Linked DNA regions of Macaca mulatta: all the other regions are linked to region 1. The links are chromatin contacts, called in public Hi-C maps. All regions are on one chromosome and are shown on one strand. Each heading gives the region's core, a stretch centred on a gene start, on an enhancer-like site or on the middle of the called end of the contact. The rest is flanking DNA. Distances are from core to core; before and after follow the strand shown. Region 1 holds the start of SASS6 (SAS-6 centriolar assembly protein). Region 2 holds the start of DBT (dihydrolipoamide branched chain transacylase E2). Region 3 holds the start of MFSD14A (major facilitator superfamily domain containing 14A).

Region 1 (4,924 bases), core at 1,445-3,944:
TAGGTATGATACCCAGCTCTATCTACCGGCTACGATCCCTATGACCTTAGTTAGGTAGGCTTACTGCCTCATCTGAAAGGTGAGAACAAAAATATGTCTTACCTCCTAAGGTTTGAACAAATTAAGTGAGCTAATAGTTAAAAAAACGAAACAAAACTGCCTAGCACAGTGCTGGCCATAAAGTAAGTGGCGACTAAGTGTCTGTTATTATTATTCTTTTAAAAATTTATTTCTGTTTGAACGTGACTCTCAGCATGTCTATGAAGCTATTCACACTGAATTTCATGGGAAAACTAATAAATTTTCATTTTTTTGGAAAATATTGTATATTCAATAAACTGTGTTATTATTTCTTCCTTATTGCTGGCTTTAAATCCTAACCTCCATGTAAAAGACTCTTCTAACCCCCAAAGCCTAACCATAGCATAGGGGAAAAAAAAGCACATTTAAAATTTATTAGTTGAATTTAGAAACAGGAATTCTGAATCTTGGCACTACTGATGTTTTGGGCTGGTGATTCTTTTGAGGGGGTGAGTGCAGGGGGTGTCCCGTGATTTGTAGGAGGTTTAGCAGCATTTCTGGTCTCTATCCATTAGATGTCAGTGATACTCTTCAGTTTGACAACCAAAATGTCTTCATTTTGCCAAGTGTCCACTGGGAACAAAATCAATCCCTGTCGAGAACCACTGCGTAAAAATGAGTTAAAGTGGTGTCATCACAGCTACATATGACACTTAGAAAAAAAGATGGAAACACAACATTCAGTTATAAATTACAGATTCAGGAGGATAGCCACAATTTAAAACCAGATAGTAGTCATGAAAAGTGTTTCCACTTGATGTTTTGCAGTCTCTCTTCAAGGGGCTAACGACGATATGTCGTTCCTCTCTAGGAATACTGATCGGCTTGTAAGGATTTATTCGTATTCTACTATCATCACCATTTGTATTCGTCTTCCATATATCTGGATAAGGTGGAGTCTAAATCATTCTCCTATCATAACTCTCCTTCTTCAACAACGGATGTTTGCCAGTCCCCTCAAGACCAGTTAATACGACTATGGGCATAATTCAGAGTTCCCACAGCAAGTCACGTCTCCCATATTCCATAACAAGAATGTCCTTTTTTCAGTATGCTTCACTTTTGGTAAATGCCAGTCAAAACAAAATAGGAAGTAGGCTATAACTACGATAGGGAGTGGCAGATGAAGGGGGTCAGGGGACTGATCTGCACTGGATATTGTCTAGAAGAATAAACTCCTTAAGAAATAAAATAATGCAAATAATACTGGACATTCAGAAGCATGAAATCAGATGCTGATCGCTTTGGTTTATTCTTTATAGTTCTATTAGACATGCTCTCTTCCTATCAGCATTTTGCTCCTCTGGTTTTTATTTTCCCATCTCACATATATCCTAAAGTAATATACATACATACAAATATACAGTGTTATAGTACATTTATATGCATAACTATTATCAAACAAAATTGTATGCTTTGTTTTCAGTTGTAAAAGGTCAATTCGTATATATTTAAAAATCTTTCCTTCCTATTCCAGCAAAGTTGCATTCTTAAAAACTGTAAGTCGAAAAAAACATGTTTTTTTTTCTTTTTTGAGATTCAGTCTGGCTGTCACCCAGGCTGGAATGCAGTGGCGTGATCTTGGCTTATTGCCACCTCCACCTCCTGGGTTCAAGTGATTCTCCTGCCTCGGCCTCCCGAGTAGCTGGGGTTACAGGCGCGCGCCACCACGCCCAGCTGATCTTATTTTTAGTAGAGAGAGAAATGTCACCGTGTTGGCCAGGCTGGTCTCGAGCTCCTGACCTCAAGTCATCCGCCCGCCTCGGCCTTCCTAAGTGCTGAGATTACAGGCGTGAGCCTCCGCGCCGGGCCTCAAGTCTAAATTTTTAAAAGAAAGTTTTTTCCAACCGCATTCACGAGAAGTGCTTCTCTTTCACGAAATAACAATTAGAACACAACTAGTGAAACCTTCGGGACTTCAATCACTGCTTTTTCTAAACTACCACTTTCCAGCAGGGAGACGGAGCGGTAGCTTGGGGTAAAATTAAAACCTAGCATTACCATGAGTTAAGATCAAGATAAATGGGTCGCTGCCGGCGCTTTGCTTGGTAAACTAAAACATTTCTCATCACTAGAACTCATAATCGGTCGGCAAGGAGGGCAAAACTGGGTTTACTAAAGTGAAAGCTGGAGGATCCGGGGGACACAAGCAGAAACCTGTCAAAGAGGGGAGGGGCCGGGTTCCAGCACCGACAGGACCAGGATACTTATTTCCGACTCTGGAGAGAGTAAGGCGATACCACACCTCCGCGGCTCCAGCGTGTTCACCACAAAATCTTTTCCCTGCGGCCACCACCATCCTGCAGAACCGTTTCTTCTTTTCCACATAGTAACCGCATCTACCCTCAGCTGGAAAACCAGTCGCGTGCGGCGACGACGCGGAGGTCGCCATAATTCAGGGCTGACTTTGGTTGTCCAGCACCCGGCAACCAGAAGAAAAGTTGTCAGCTTCCTTCGGGTCCCCTTCCCTTAACAAACATGGCTGCCTCAGCTCCCGCCACACAAGTTAATGCCCGGAACTACCACAACCGTCTTCCCCTTATCCTCCACAGAACCGGAAGAATCCGATGGTGGCTGGCGAGGGCCAAGTCTCTTACGTCTTTCCCTCGTTTCACTCTCCCCGCCTCCTCCGCAGAAGCCGAGCGCCAAACTCAAACTCTATCAGGACCCGGACGCCTCTCGGGCTAGGTCCGAGGGCCGGGCCTGTTGGGCTTTTCCGCACACCAGCCGGGACAGCGAGCCAACATGAGCCAAGTTCTGTTCCACCAACTAGTCCCGTTGCAGGTGAAATGCAAAGACTGCGAGGAGAGGTAAGGAGCGCGTCATCCAGTGCCCGCGGGTGGCGGTTGGGGTCAGGCCAATGGGGAAAGATGGCGGTTCCGGCCAGTGGGCTCCGCCTTGCACCTAGGTGTCGAGTCGGCCCCCCTAGGAAGCGGATAGGGAACCCAGAGGGCCCAGTGGTTACCTCTCTCGCCAAGTCGGCCGTTGCAGAGGGGTCTGGAGGAGGGCTGTGAGGAAATAGGAAGCCGGCACACATCAAATTAATGTCAAAAACCCTAGCTGTGGACGGAATCGTGAAGATTATAGCCCTACTCTTCCCTTTTGACAGATAAGAACTCTGGCCCAGAGAAGTTAAAAAAAAATTACGTGAGGGCTCACAGCCAATTCATGGCAGGGTCAGCGCTAGAACTCAGGCCTTGGCTCGGAGCCTTTTCTCCCCGTTCTCTTTTGAGAGTATGTTGGCAGTAAGATTCAACTTTTAAAAACCTACCAATTTGGTGGCGTACTTTGGCTCTTCACATCAGTTGCTTTAAAAAAAAGTAAATTACATTTAACCGACTAACAATGAGAAAATCAGAAACGTCATTAATTAATTCATTCAGTAAATATTGGCTCCTTGTAAAACACCTTGCTGGGCACTGGGAATACAGTGGTCAGGAAAAACAGTCCTGTTTTTCATGGAGTTTACAATCACTGGAGGAAATAAAGACCAGTCGCACAGAGAAGTTCAACTTTGATTAAGAAGGTGGTTTTGTTGGGGCGTAAATAGAGTTGACCAGAGGTCAGGAGGCTTAATTTTTTTTCTCAGTTCCAACACTCAATAGTTGTCTCTTTTTTCTTTGAACGTTCTTTCCTCATTTGTAAAACTGATATAACGTGCGTATTCACGTGTTTGTAATGAGGATCAGGTGTGAAATCGTATGTGAAAACTAAGTGGTGTATAAATGTAACATAAAAAATGAAATGAAGACATTGCCTTATTGAGTTGCTGGTAATGTCAAACTGTGGTACATATAGTTCAGAATTCGGTCAAAAATCAGTGGCAAGCCGGTCGAGGAGATGGTACCAAAACCAGCAGCTGCATATGGAGATCTGTAGGTTTAGTTGATCATTCTTTTAATGCTGTCCAGTATGGTAACCACTAGCCACATGTGGTTATTAGACACTTGAAATGGGGCTTATCTGAATTGTTGTGCTTTACGTTTGAAAATGCACGTTGGATTTTTAAGACTTACTATGAAAAAAGAATGTAAAATATCTCAGTTTTTATATTATGTGTTAAATGGCAATATTTTTGGGTATATTAGGTTAAATACAATGTATTATTAACAGTAATAATGTATTGTTATACTATTATATATTAGTATATAGTATATACTAATTCACTGCTTTTAAAAGTTTTTTTTAAAATGTGACTTCTAGAAAATTTAAAAGTAGGCTAGGTGTGGTGGCTCCCACCTGTGGTCCCAGCACTTTTAGGAGGCCAAGGCGGGAGGATTGCTTGAGCCTAAGCTTGAGGTTACAGTGAGCTGTGATTGCGCCACTGTACTCCAGCCTGGGTGACAGAGTGAGACCCTGTCTCTGAAAAAAAAAAAGAAAATGAAAAAAATTAAAATTACGTATCTGGCTCACGTTTGTGGCTTGCATTGTATCTCCATTGGACAACACTGTTTTAGAATGATTATAGAAAGATAAAGGGGGCCATGACTTTGGTTTCAATATGGAAACTCCTAGATGGTCTCTTTCTGGTTACATTGCCATCACAGTTAATCTTAAAACTCAATTTCCCTGCTTAGAAACCTTTAATATATTCCTATTATCTGATAGTAGGGGTCAGCAAACTGGAGCACATGGGCCAGATGTCTCACTGTTTTCGTAAATAAACTTTTCTTGAAACACAACCATGCTCATTTGTTTACAAATTGTAGCTGCTTTTGCACAGGAAGGGCAGAGGTGAGTAATTGTGACAGAGACCTTATGGCCTGCAAAGCCTAAAATATTTGCTATCTGGCCCTTTACAGAATAATTTGGTGATCCTTGACCTATAGAAAGAACACCCCAG
Region 2 (4,924 bases), core at 1,230-3,729, 120 kb before region 1:
GGTTTCACTATGTTGGCCAGGCTGGCCTTGAACGCCTGACCTCGTCACCCACCTCCGCCTCCCAACGTGCTGGGATTACAGGCATGAGCCACCGTGCCCAGCCTTATGTATTTGTTTTTATTCATATGTTCATTATTCTTCCATGTAACACAGTTTTAACAGCTTTATTATGGTATACTTTACATACCATAAAATTCACTTGTCTTAAGTGTATACTTCAAAGATTTTTGAATTATGCAATCATTGCCACAAACTGGCAAGAGGAAACTTTCATCACCACACACACAAAAAATCTCTCTTGCCTCTGCAATCACTACCCCTTCCACCTCTAGCCCCAGGCTAATTTGTTTTCTAATTCTAACCTTATTAATTAATAATACTAATATAATCTTATGTAATTAATATAAACTAAAACTATCTGTTTTTCATCTCTATAAATCAACATTTTCTGGACATTTAATTGAAATGGAATCATGTAATATGTGACTTTTTGTGCTTGCATTCTTTTACTTAGCATAATATTTTTTTCACATTCATCCATGTCATAGCAATTATTGCTAATTCAGTCATTTTTAAGGATGAATAATATTTCAGTATATGGATGTACCACATTTTGTTTATTCACCTGTTACTGGACATCTGGGCTATTTCTAGAATAGCTATTATGCTGTTATGATTATTCCTATACAAGTCTTTGTGTGAACACTGTTGTCATTTCTCTTACATAGCTATCCAGGAGTGGAATTGGTGGGTCATAACTGGTCATTTTTAAATTAAAAAAAAGAGAAGAAATGGGGTCTTTGTTGCTTTCAAACTCTAATAAAAGAATTAACTAGGGAATAGATGGTGTATTTCTTTCCAGATGCTGGAATGAAAGATAAGGACACATACTGAATATAGAAGCAAGAATCCATTGAGATAAAAAGACGGTAAAGGAAAATAAACTAGTTATCTTCTGAGGAGCAGGTATAGTTAAAAAGGAAATCAGGGGGAAGAAAGTTGTACAGCAGCACCTTGGAAGGGAGATGATTCACTTCAAAGGTACAACTGCCACTGCTTTTTATACAAACACATGCTTGTGGGATTATCAAATACATTGATAATGTCTATAAACATTTTTAAGGAAATGTAAAAACTTGAAATTCTTTTGACTAGTCTAGATTTTCTGATAAAGATAACTATTTAGGCCGGGCCCAGTGACTCATGCCTGTAATCCTAGGACTTTGGGAGGCTGAGATGGGAAGATCGCCGCTTGAGACCAGGACTTTGAGACCAGCCTGGCAACATCTTGAACTTCTGAGATCCCATCTTGAACTTCTGAGCTGAAGCCATTTGCCTGCCTCAGCCTCCCAAAGTGCTGGAATTATGGGCATGAGCCACCACGCCTGGCCCAAGAGACCCTATCTCTGCCAAACAAACAAACAGAAAAGATAATAAGATTTATTGTTTGTAGTGATTTTGTGTGTGTATGTGTGTAGGTGTGTAATACATAAAATGGCAAATGAGAAGAAAAAGTGTTTGGGTCATATTAAACAATGAAGTTGTGAAATACCTGAGATTTTGTTTCATAACCACTAATCTTCAATGTTGAGGATTTAAAATGTATTTGTTCTAGTTTTTTTCTCTGTAATTCCTTAGACATCTGTGCAGATTTTCATTCCCATGTAAGAAGCAGTAACAGTCTAATGTCATCCTGGACATTTCCAGAAATTGGTTTCCTAGTTGCTCTGAGGAAGATTGCCTTTTAAAAGAAAGTTCTGATCTTTTCTTTACCAGTTCTACTTGACCCGAATTTGACATTTCTTCAAGAGACAAGTAAATCAAGATCATATGTCTGTGACATGTATTGTGTATGTTAGTTAGCTGCATCTGACAGCATCTGTAAAAAGAAAGATGGTAACATGTTTATTTTAGACATTAGGTAATGTTCATCTTTCATGAAAAAAATTGATTAGCCAATTTTGGTAATCAAAAACACTAAATGGGAGTAAAAAAAAAAGGCAGTCATTGGAAAGTACTGCTGTATGGACTTGTGAAACAACTAGTTGTCCAGAGCCTTGCTACAACATATAGATATATTCTATTTTCTGTACTTCAGGCGGTTGCATTACAAATGAAGAAGAGGAATGTTTTCTACCTCATCCCTCAGGTCCTACTGCAACATAACTTTCTTGAGGTAAGTACCTTTCCTTTGTGTTTCCTTAACACTCTCTATTTCCCCCATCACATACACTAAAAAGATTATCTCTGGTGCATCCGTATTTACACAGCAGTGTTAAATTTGGGCTGCCCTCTGCCCCGCCTCCATCCCCCAGGCTCTTTTCCCTCCTCGCGGGGTCCCCAACCTTAGGCTTTAGCTCAGGCCCCGCCCTACTCCCCGGTTGGCTGTTGGGTGGGAGGCTCGTTTCTTCCCTCCCTATTGGTCGCCCAGGGGGAGGCGCGTCTCCCATCTTCTGATAGGTCGCGCCGCGGAGAGTCTCTCGGGTTTGCGGCGCAGCTGTCATTTCCGGGGTAAGATGGCTGCAGTCCGTATGCTGAGAACCTGGAGCAGGAATGCGGGGAAGCTGGTAAGCGGGTTTGGGCAGATCTGAGGCCGGGAAGGAGTGATTTGTCCGGAGTCATCCAGGAGTGGTGTGTTTCTTTCTCCTCCGGTGCCAGGCGTCCAGGGCACGCGTGATGGAGAGGTGAAGGGATGCATGCAAAATAAAGGGCAGAGAACGGAGCGAGTCGACTAGTCTGGAGTGGAGACCCACTCCCTCCCCTTACCTGGAAGCGCTTCTGCAGCGACTCAGCCGTCCTCCTGCTTCATCTGTACACCGAGGCCCAGCTGGCGTTTCATTGAGCCCCTTCCAGATGCCAGGCATTGGTGATAGGCGCTGTGGATCCAGAGATATATTCGTTTAGCATTTATTGCGTACCCACAGTATGCCAAACACTGGTAACACGACCCCTGCCCTCAAGGAATTTACAATGTGTAGAGGAAGAGGCCGTTCAAGTTATAGAATATCACCAGGGGGCCCTGCTTCCGAATAACTGAGCGGCTTGTGTTTCACTCTTTTGGCTTGTACTTCTACGTCCGCACCACATACCATTCCTACCCTTTTGTCACCAAGGCTGTGACCCACCACCGTCTCCCCTGCACTTCCCTCTCTTTCTCCCAGTCTTAGCACCAAGCACTGACACATCCCGGTAATGATATTATTTCACCCTATTTGCTTAGTGTTTCTTCTTCCTGCCCCCTCTCCCTTTCCCTAGATGTTCCTGCCTTGGTGACCCCGATCTTACAAAAACTTTCAAGAGCCTGCTATGTACCAGGTACTGTGTTAGGCACTGGAGATACAAATATGAAATAGACATCATATCTTCCTTCTCAAGAGATTACAACCTTGTGGTGGAGGACAAAGGAGAGGGAGACAGATATTAAGAAATTACAAGCCAGCATGAGAAGTACTGTGATGGAACAAGTGCCTAGAACTACAGGAACACACAGGAGTAGACACCTATGGCGGACTTGGGGGTCAGAGGAGTTCCCAGAGGATACTGTATGACTTGAGATTTAAGAAGGATAAGTAAGAGATAACCAGGAGAAGAGAGCTCTTCTCAGCAACACTTACATATATTGGTCTCTCTTCTTTCTAGAGCTTTCCATTCTTGTTTTCTGTGACACCAGTCTCCCAATATTATTCTTTCTTCATATTTGGCCACTTCATCCTAATATCCTCTTTCCCTACCCACCTTTTAAATATTGCTCTTTCTAAAGGGCTCTGACTTTGGCCCTCTGCACTTTTCCCACTTTCTGGGTTATCCCATCCACTCTTTGGATATAGTTACCATCTATGCTGATGAGTTCAAAAGTTCCCCAGTCTTCCAACCAGGTCTACTCCAAACCCATATATCCTACTGTCCTGGAAATCTCCAGTTTCATATGTATGTGATGTTTTCCAGCTGCAATTAAAAACCCAACCAATAAACAGGAAATTACCCGTGCATACAGAGCATCCCCAATTAGATGTCAGCTCGCGTTCAGTGGCTTACGATTATCAATGTCGTCATTTCCCTAGTAGTTCATTTGTCCTTTTCCTACTGTTTACAAGAGGGCTGCTACAACTTCTTATTTTATGTTCAAGGCAGGAAGGAGGAAGAGGACGAGGTTCCAGTCTCATTGACCAGACCAGTGTTACATGGCCACTGCTAGCACAAGGGAGCTTAGAAACACTTGGGTGTTTTGTTTGTTTTTTTTTTTCTTTTTTTCTTTTTCTTTTTTTTTTTTTGAGATGGAGTCTCTCTCTGTCACCCAGGCTAGAGTGTAGTGGTGCGATCTTGGCTCACTGCAACCTCCGCCTCCCAGGTTCAAGTGATTCTTCTGCCTCAGCCTCCCAAATAGCTGGGACTACAGGCACATGCCATCATGCCCAGCTAATTTTTGTATTTTTGGTAGAGACGGGGTTTCACTATGTTGGCCAGGCTGGTCTCGAACTCCTGACCTCAAGTGATCCGCCTGCCTTGGCCTCCCAAAGTGCTGGGATTACAGCGTAAGCCATCATGCCCAGCAGAAAAGCTTGTCTTTAGTCTTCTCACAGTGTCTGCCATAAAGCTTCAAAGCAGGTCAGACTCCCCAGGCTCTAGAACTGAACCCTCAAACCAGTGTCTCTTAATTTTTGTTTTTGTTTTTGTTTTTTTTGGGGAGGAGTCTTGATCTGTTGCCCAGGCTGGAGTGCAGTGGTTCAATCTCGGCTTAATGCAACCTCCACCTCCTGGGTTCAAGCGATTCTCCTGCCTCAGCCACCCAAGTAGCTGGGACTACAGGCACGCACTGCCATGCCTGGTTAATTTTTGTAATTTTAGTAGAGACAGGGTTTTGCCATGTTGGCCAGGCTGGTCTTGAATTCCTGACCTCAGGTCATCCTCCCACCTTGGCCTCCCA
Region 3 (4,924 bases), core at 1,272-3,771, 95 kb after region 1:
TGGTGGCACGTGCCTGTAGTCCCAGCTACTCAGAAGGCTGAGGCAGGAGAATCACTTGAACCCAAGAGGCGGAGGTTACAGTAAGATGAGATTGTGCCACTGCACTCCTCCAGCCTGGGCAACAGAGTGAGACTCCGTCTCAAAAAAAAAAAAAGTTCATAATAGCAGTCTGACCTGTTGTAAGTAGGGAGGTAGACAAGCAACTACCACTTTACAATAATTTCTATGATTGCAATAGTTGTATTTTTTAAATTTAAAGCTGGGATGGATTAAAATACAAATAATGCAAAATATTCCTCTGACATTTATTGAAATATATCCTCTAATTATGTATATGAATAAACAAAATTACAATAAAAATTCATGTATGAATGTGCTAGTACAAAACATAAGTGTTTTTATCACTTTAAAATTCACATACTAGGCCCTGTGGGATTCAAACATAAAAAACAAAGCCCCTATTCTAAAGGAATGCCCAGTGCTCTTAGAATAGATAATGAAATATTAAGTGTATAAAGATGAGAATGATAATAGCCCCATGTTCACAGCCCTCAAGGAAAGTCTTCCCTTGTTCTATGTGAAACCTACTGCTGGTGCAAACATTTTATTTTGTGTCCCAAAGCAGGCTAAGAATTAATTACAACCTTAATAACAGGACAAGAAAGTTCAAAAACAATCCTTTCCAAAACTCACAGGATTTGGAAAGAGAGCATCTGCTGTAAAGTAAATCAAATAAAACCCAAAAGAAAGGTAACAAAACTGAACTTTTCAAGGAAAAGGAAGCTGTGTTTCTTAATCAGAGTTTCCTTCTTACATTTTGCAAAAAATACTGATCTTAAATATCACTTGGTCTTACAAAATACAATCCTTCATTTTCACTATTTTGTAGATTTTATGAAGAATGTAAAATACTGTATCTTTCTAAAGGTTGACAAAGGCAACAGTATTTTTCTCCCCACATAGTTCTTAACTACTTGGTCAAAAGAACTATGACTCTTCATAACAGATCTAATTAATGTTTTAATTAATGAAGTTCAATAAAAAGAACCTAAGGAATTTCCAAGTTTGTTTTTTCAATAAATGTCAACGCTATAACATGTAATAAATGTTACAGTTAAACTAAAAATATATTCTGAAGTCATTACATATGTCCCAAGTTTTCTAAACTTTCGCATATTGACTGGGCCGTGTTCTGAAATGTCATACAATTTTGTTATGTTTTTCAGCTGAATTCAGCAAATCCTCAATGGTGGCCTACTTATATACATATTTAGTACTGTGCTAGCAGTTGATCAGGGCTCCAATAAGATATAAACAGAAATGGAATTAATGGAACCATTTCTGCACACTTCAGGTAAGTGAAACATATATATCACCTTTCCATTCTATTTCAGAACGCGGTATCAGCAGATGCAACAAAGACGACAGAGTGTAGCAACTGAGAAATGTTAGCATAAAAAGCATAGTTTTGGAGGTTTTTTTTGTTTTTTTTTCAATTAAAAATCCTACGTCCCCTGCTGGTTAACTACAGCACACTGCACAAAGTTTACTGTGATGACAACTGTTTCTAAAAAGCAAACCTTTCTTCCTTTCAAAGTGTCTTCCTCTGATCCCTAGGCCATGATTGATTCTAGTACTTTTAATCGTAGGGCACAGAGTGATGACTTTTCTTTGAAAAGTAGCGGGTTCGAATGTAGGCCCCAGGTGTCTGCCGTCACGCTTCCGACTCCGGGAAGAGAGGGAAGCCCACCTCCGGACAGGGTTTACTGTAAGCAGCCCAGAGCCGAAGCACCGACGCACAGACGTGGTAACAGAAAGCGAACGTACTACGGGGCCGCAGCGGGATCCCAGTGCCAGACGCTACCCGGTTAGCAACATATGGGAGAGCAGGGATGGTTCCCAGCCCCTTGACAGGCGCGGCGACGGCTCCGCGGGGCCTGGCGGGTGATGCGAGGCGAGGCTGCGGCGACAAGGGGCGCGGCGGTCGGGCGGGCCGCCGGGGGAGCCGCGGCGGAGGCGCACGTGGGGTTCGAGGCCGCAGGGCCTGCAGAGGCGGCCGGAGCAGAGGGCGGCAGGTGCGGGAGAGAAAGAGGACGGGCCCCGGACGCCACAGGCCCGAGGAGGGGAGGACGATTCCCGGAGCGGCGGCATGCAGGTCCGCGAGCCCGAGGCACCGGCACCGGGGACAGGGTGGGGGAAGGCGGGGGGACCGGGGCGCCTAGAGACGACAGTGTTGGGGTCTGAAGGAAAGACCGGATGGGGGCCCCGAGGGACGCTTGCCGGCGCGGAACTCAGCTCACCGTGCCTCCGTCCTTAATGATGATCTTCTTGGCCAGCATAATACTGCGGTTCGCGGCCCGTTTCTTCTTCTTCCCCTGGGTCATTTTACCATCCTCGATTCCGGGCGCTGCTGCAGCCACTCCCGGGGCGGCCGGCCCCAGCGGCTAGTGCCGTCCCACTACTACTGCCGGGCCGAGCCGCTCCTGGCGCCCGCCGCCATCTTGAGGGCCCGGCCTGCCTCCGGCGGCGCGTCACAATCGTGCGATCAGCCGACTAGCGCGCCCCGCCCCGTCCACGTGATGCCGCCCCGCCCGCTCGCCTGCCGGCCAGCTCTACAGTTGCGGAGCGGGTAGAGTAGCTGCGGCTGTGGGTGCTGCTGGCTACCTGTACAACTCCGTGCGTCGGCGTCACCAGCTAGCTAAATCCTCACAACGGTTCTGGGCGATAGGGGCCGTTACTGTCCCCCTTCTTCAGCGGATGAGGGAATTTGTTTCAAAAAGTTGTTACCTGCTCACGGAAACAGACGTCCTAAGCTATTAGCACAATCTCCAGCTGTGTTCTAATCTAGACAGGAACCGAAGGGAACAGTAAAAAAGAAATCATTTTCCATAAGTAATGGATAACTTAAAAGATAAAGATAAGGTAGTGTTTCAGAAACTGTCTTGTCCTTTTGGTGCTCAGGGACCCCCGCTAGAACTTAGCTCACGCTTGTTTACCTCCCTAGACCCGGGACCTTTTTTTATTCTCTACCAAAAAAAAAAAATATATATATATATATATATATATATATGTGACCGATGTCACACTGTGTAACCCTCTACGTTTTTACTGTATTGTTTAAAAATAAATAAATTTGATGGGAACATTGTTAGAGCAATTTACACAAGTGGAAGTGGACTTTAAAGTGTCACAATGTTAAAATTAGATATTGATAACTACCGTGTTGTATAATAGAATATCGTTTAAGAGCGAAACACAAGGGATAGGGATACAACGCATGCTCCCTCCTCTCAAATGGTTAGGGAGTAGCATGTATGGGTATGTATATATAGGTGGGGAAAAGAGAGGGACCAAGCAAAATGGCAAATGTTTAAAAGTACTGAAGCTAGGTATGTTAGTTCTAAGATATGTTCACAGATTCAATGATACTCCTCCCTGGAAGAGATGGACTCTAATTCCCCTCCCCTTGAGTGTAGACTAGGCTTCGTGGCTCTTGATAGATCAAAACAGAAGTGACAGTATTGACTTCAGAGTCTAGGTCATAAAAGGCACTGCCTCTTTGCAGGTCTCTTTTTCATTCATTTTGGGGCTTGGAGCCTGGGGAAGCCTGCTTCCATGTTTTCGGGACACTCAAGCAGCCTGTGGAGAGCCAGTTGTCCAGGAACTGTATGTAGCCTCCTACCAAATGCCACGGAGTGAGTCACTTTGGAAGTAGATCCTCCAACCTTGGTCAAGCCTTTAGCTGACTACAACTTCATGAGAGGCTTGGAGCTAGGACCACCCAGCTTAGCCACTCCTGGAATCCTGACTCAGAAACAGTGTAAGATGAAAGTACTTGGTGTAAGCCACTAAGCTTTGGGTTGTTACACAGCTATAAATTACTAACGTATAGGGTAAAAGGAAAAACAGAGTAAACGAATGTATGAGTTCTTTGTACTCTTTTTGCAACTTTTCTGTAAGTTTGAAATTATTTCCAAATAAAATGTTAAAAAGTAAATTTGATTGAATTTCCTGTTCCTTGTATTTTCATACTGACTGAAAATGGAAAAAAACTAATTTCCATGGAAGGGAGAAGAAAGGCACTTTATAGCCTGATAGACACTTCTAGTTATATTTTCCAGTCAATAAGTATATTTAGTATACTTGTTTTAAAACATGTATTCTCATGTTGAAACTGTTTTAAATTATTTATTTTTTGAGACAGAGTTTTGCTCTTGTCACCCAGGCTGCAGTGCAATAGTGCCATCTTGGCTTACTGCAACCTCCAGCTCCCAGGTTCAAGTGATTCTCCTGCCTTAGCCTCCCGAGTAGCTAGGATTACAGGTCCCCATTACCACACCTGGCTAATTTTTTTTTCTATTTTTAGTAGAGATGGAATTTCACCATGTTGGCCAGGCTTGAACTCCTGACCTCAGGTGATCTGCCCGCCTCAGCCTCCCAAAGTGCTGGGATTACAGGTGTGAGCCACCATGTGTGGCCTATTATTACTATTTTTTGAGACAGGGTCTTACTCTGTCACCCAGGCTGGAGTACAGTGGTGCCATCATGGCCCCCTGCAGCCTCGAATGCCTGGGCTCAAATGATCCTTCTGCCTTAGCCTCTCAAGTATGTGGGACTACAAATGCATACCACTATGCCTGGCTAGTTTTCATTTTTCTTTTGTAAAGACAGAGTCTGGCTATGTTGACCAGGCTGGTTTCAAACCTGGCCTCAAGAGATACTCGCTTCTCCCAAAGTGCTGGGATTATAGGTTTGAGCCGCCGCACCTCGCCTGCAACTTTTTAGTTGACATCCAGTTGAAGTTCTTCAGAGAAAGTAATATGACAGATTTCATAATTCAATTCCCAGGAGCTTGTTTTGAATGGAAGTAGAGGGCTGATAATTTATTGTGTGGTTACTTTGATTTTCATAGCCCCTCAAAATC

The links. A called contact is a pair of places that touch in the nucleus more often than the background predicts.
Region 2: a contact with region 1 is called in a Hi-C map of liver, with 2.4 times the contacts expected there. The contact joins the promoter of DBT here to the promoter of SASS6 in region 1. A contact is called at or near these places in 3 of 14 Hi-C or Micro-C datasets (fetal cortex germinal zone, fetal cortical plate and liver).
Region 3: a Hi-C map of fetal cortical plate shows a contact between it and region 1, with 4 times the contacts expected there. The contact joins the promoter of MFSD14A here to the promoter of SASS6 in region 1. A contact is called at or near these places in 3 of 14 Hi-C or Micro-C datasets (cortical neurons, fetal cortical plate and liver).

The regions. Positions count from the first base shown.
Region 1 is chr1:140,128,120-140,133,043 of T2T-MMU8v2.0, forward strand. SASS6 (SAS-6 centriolar assembly protein) reads left to right here and starts at 2,695. Exons shown (of 17, transcript XM_077952476.1): 1 at 2,695-2,891. The coding sequence starts at 2,827. It overlaps TRMT13 (tRNA methyltransferase 13 homolog), which reads right to left and starts at 2,479. Exons shown (of 11, transcript NM_001266714.1): 1 at 2,327-2,479. The coding sequence starts at 2,473.
Region 2 is chr1:140,011,100-140,016,023 of T2T-MMU8v2.0, forward strand. DBT (dihydrolipoamide branched chain transacylase E2) reads left to right here and starts at 2,480. Exons shown (of 11, transcript NM_001261277.1): 1 at 2,480-2,567. The coding sequence starts at 2,517.
Region 3 is chr1:140,223,764-140,228,687 of T2T-MMU8v2.0, forward strand. MFSD14A (major facilitator superfamily domain containing 14A) reads right to left here and starts at 2,522. Exons shown (of 12, transcript XM_001106724.5): 1 at 2,301-2,522. The coding sequence starts at 2,384. SLC35A3 (solute carrier family 35 member A3) reads right to left here. Exons shown (of 8, transcript XM_077952501.1): 8 at 2,802-2,844. The coding sequence ends at 2,817.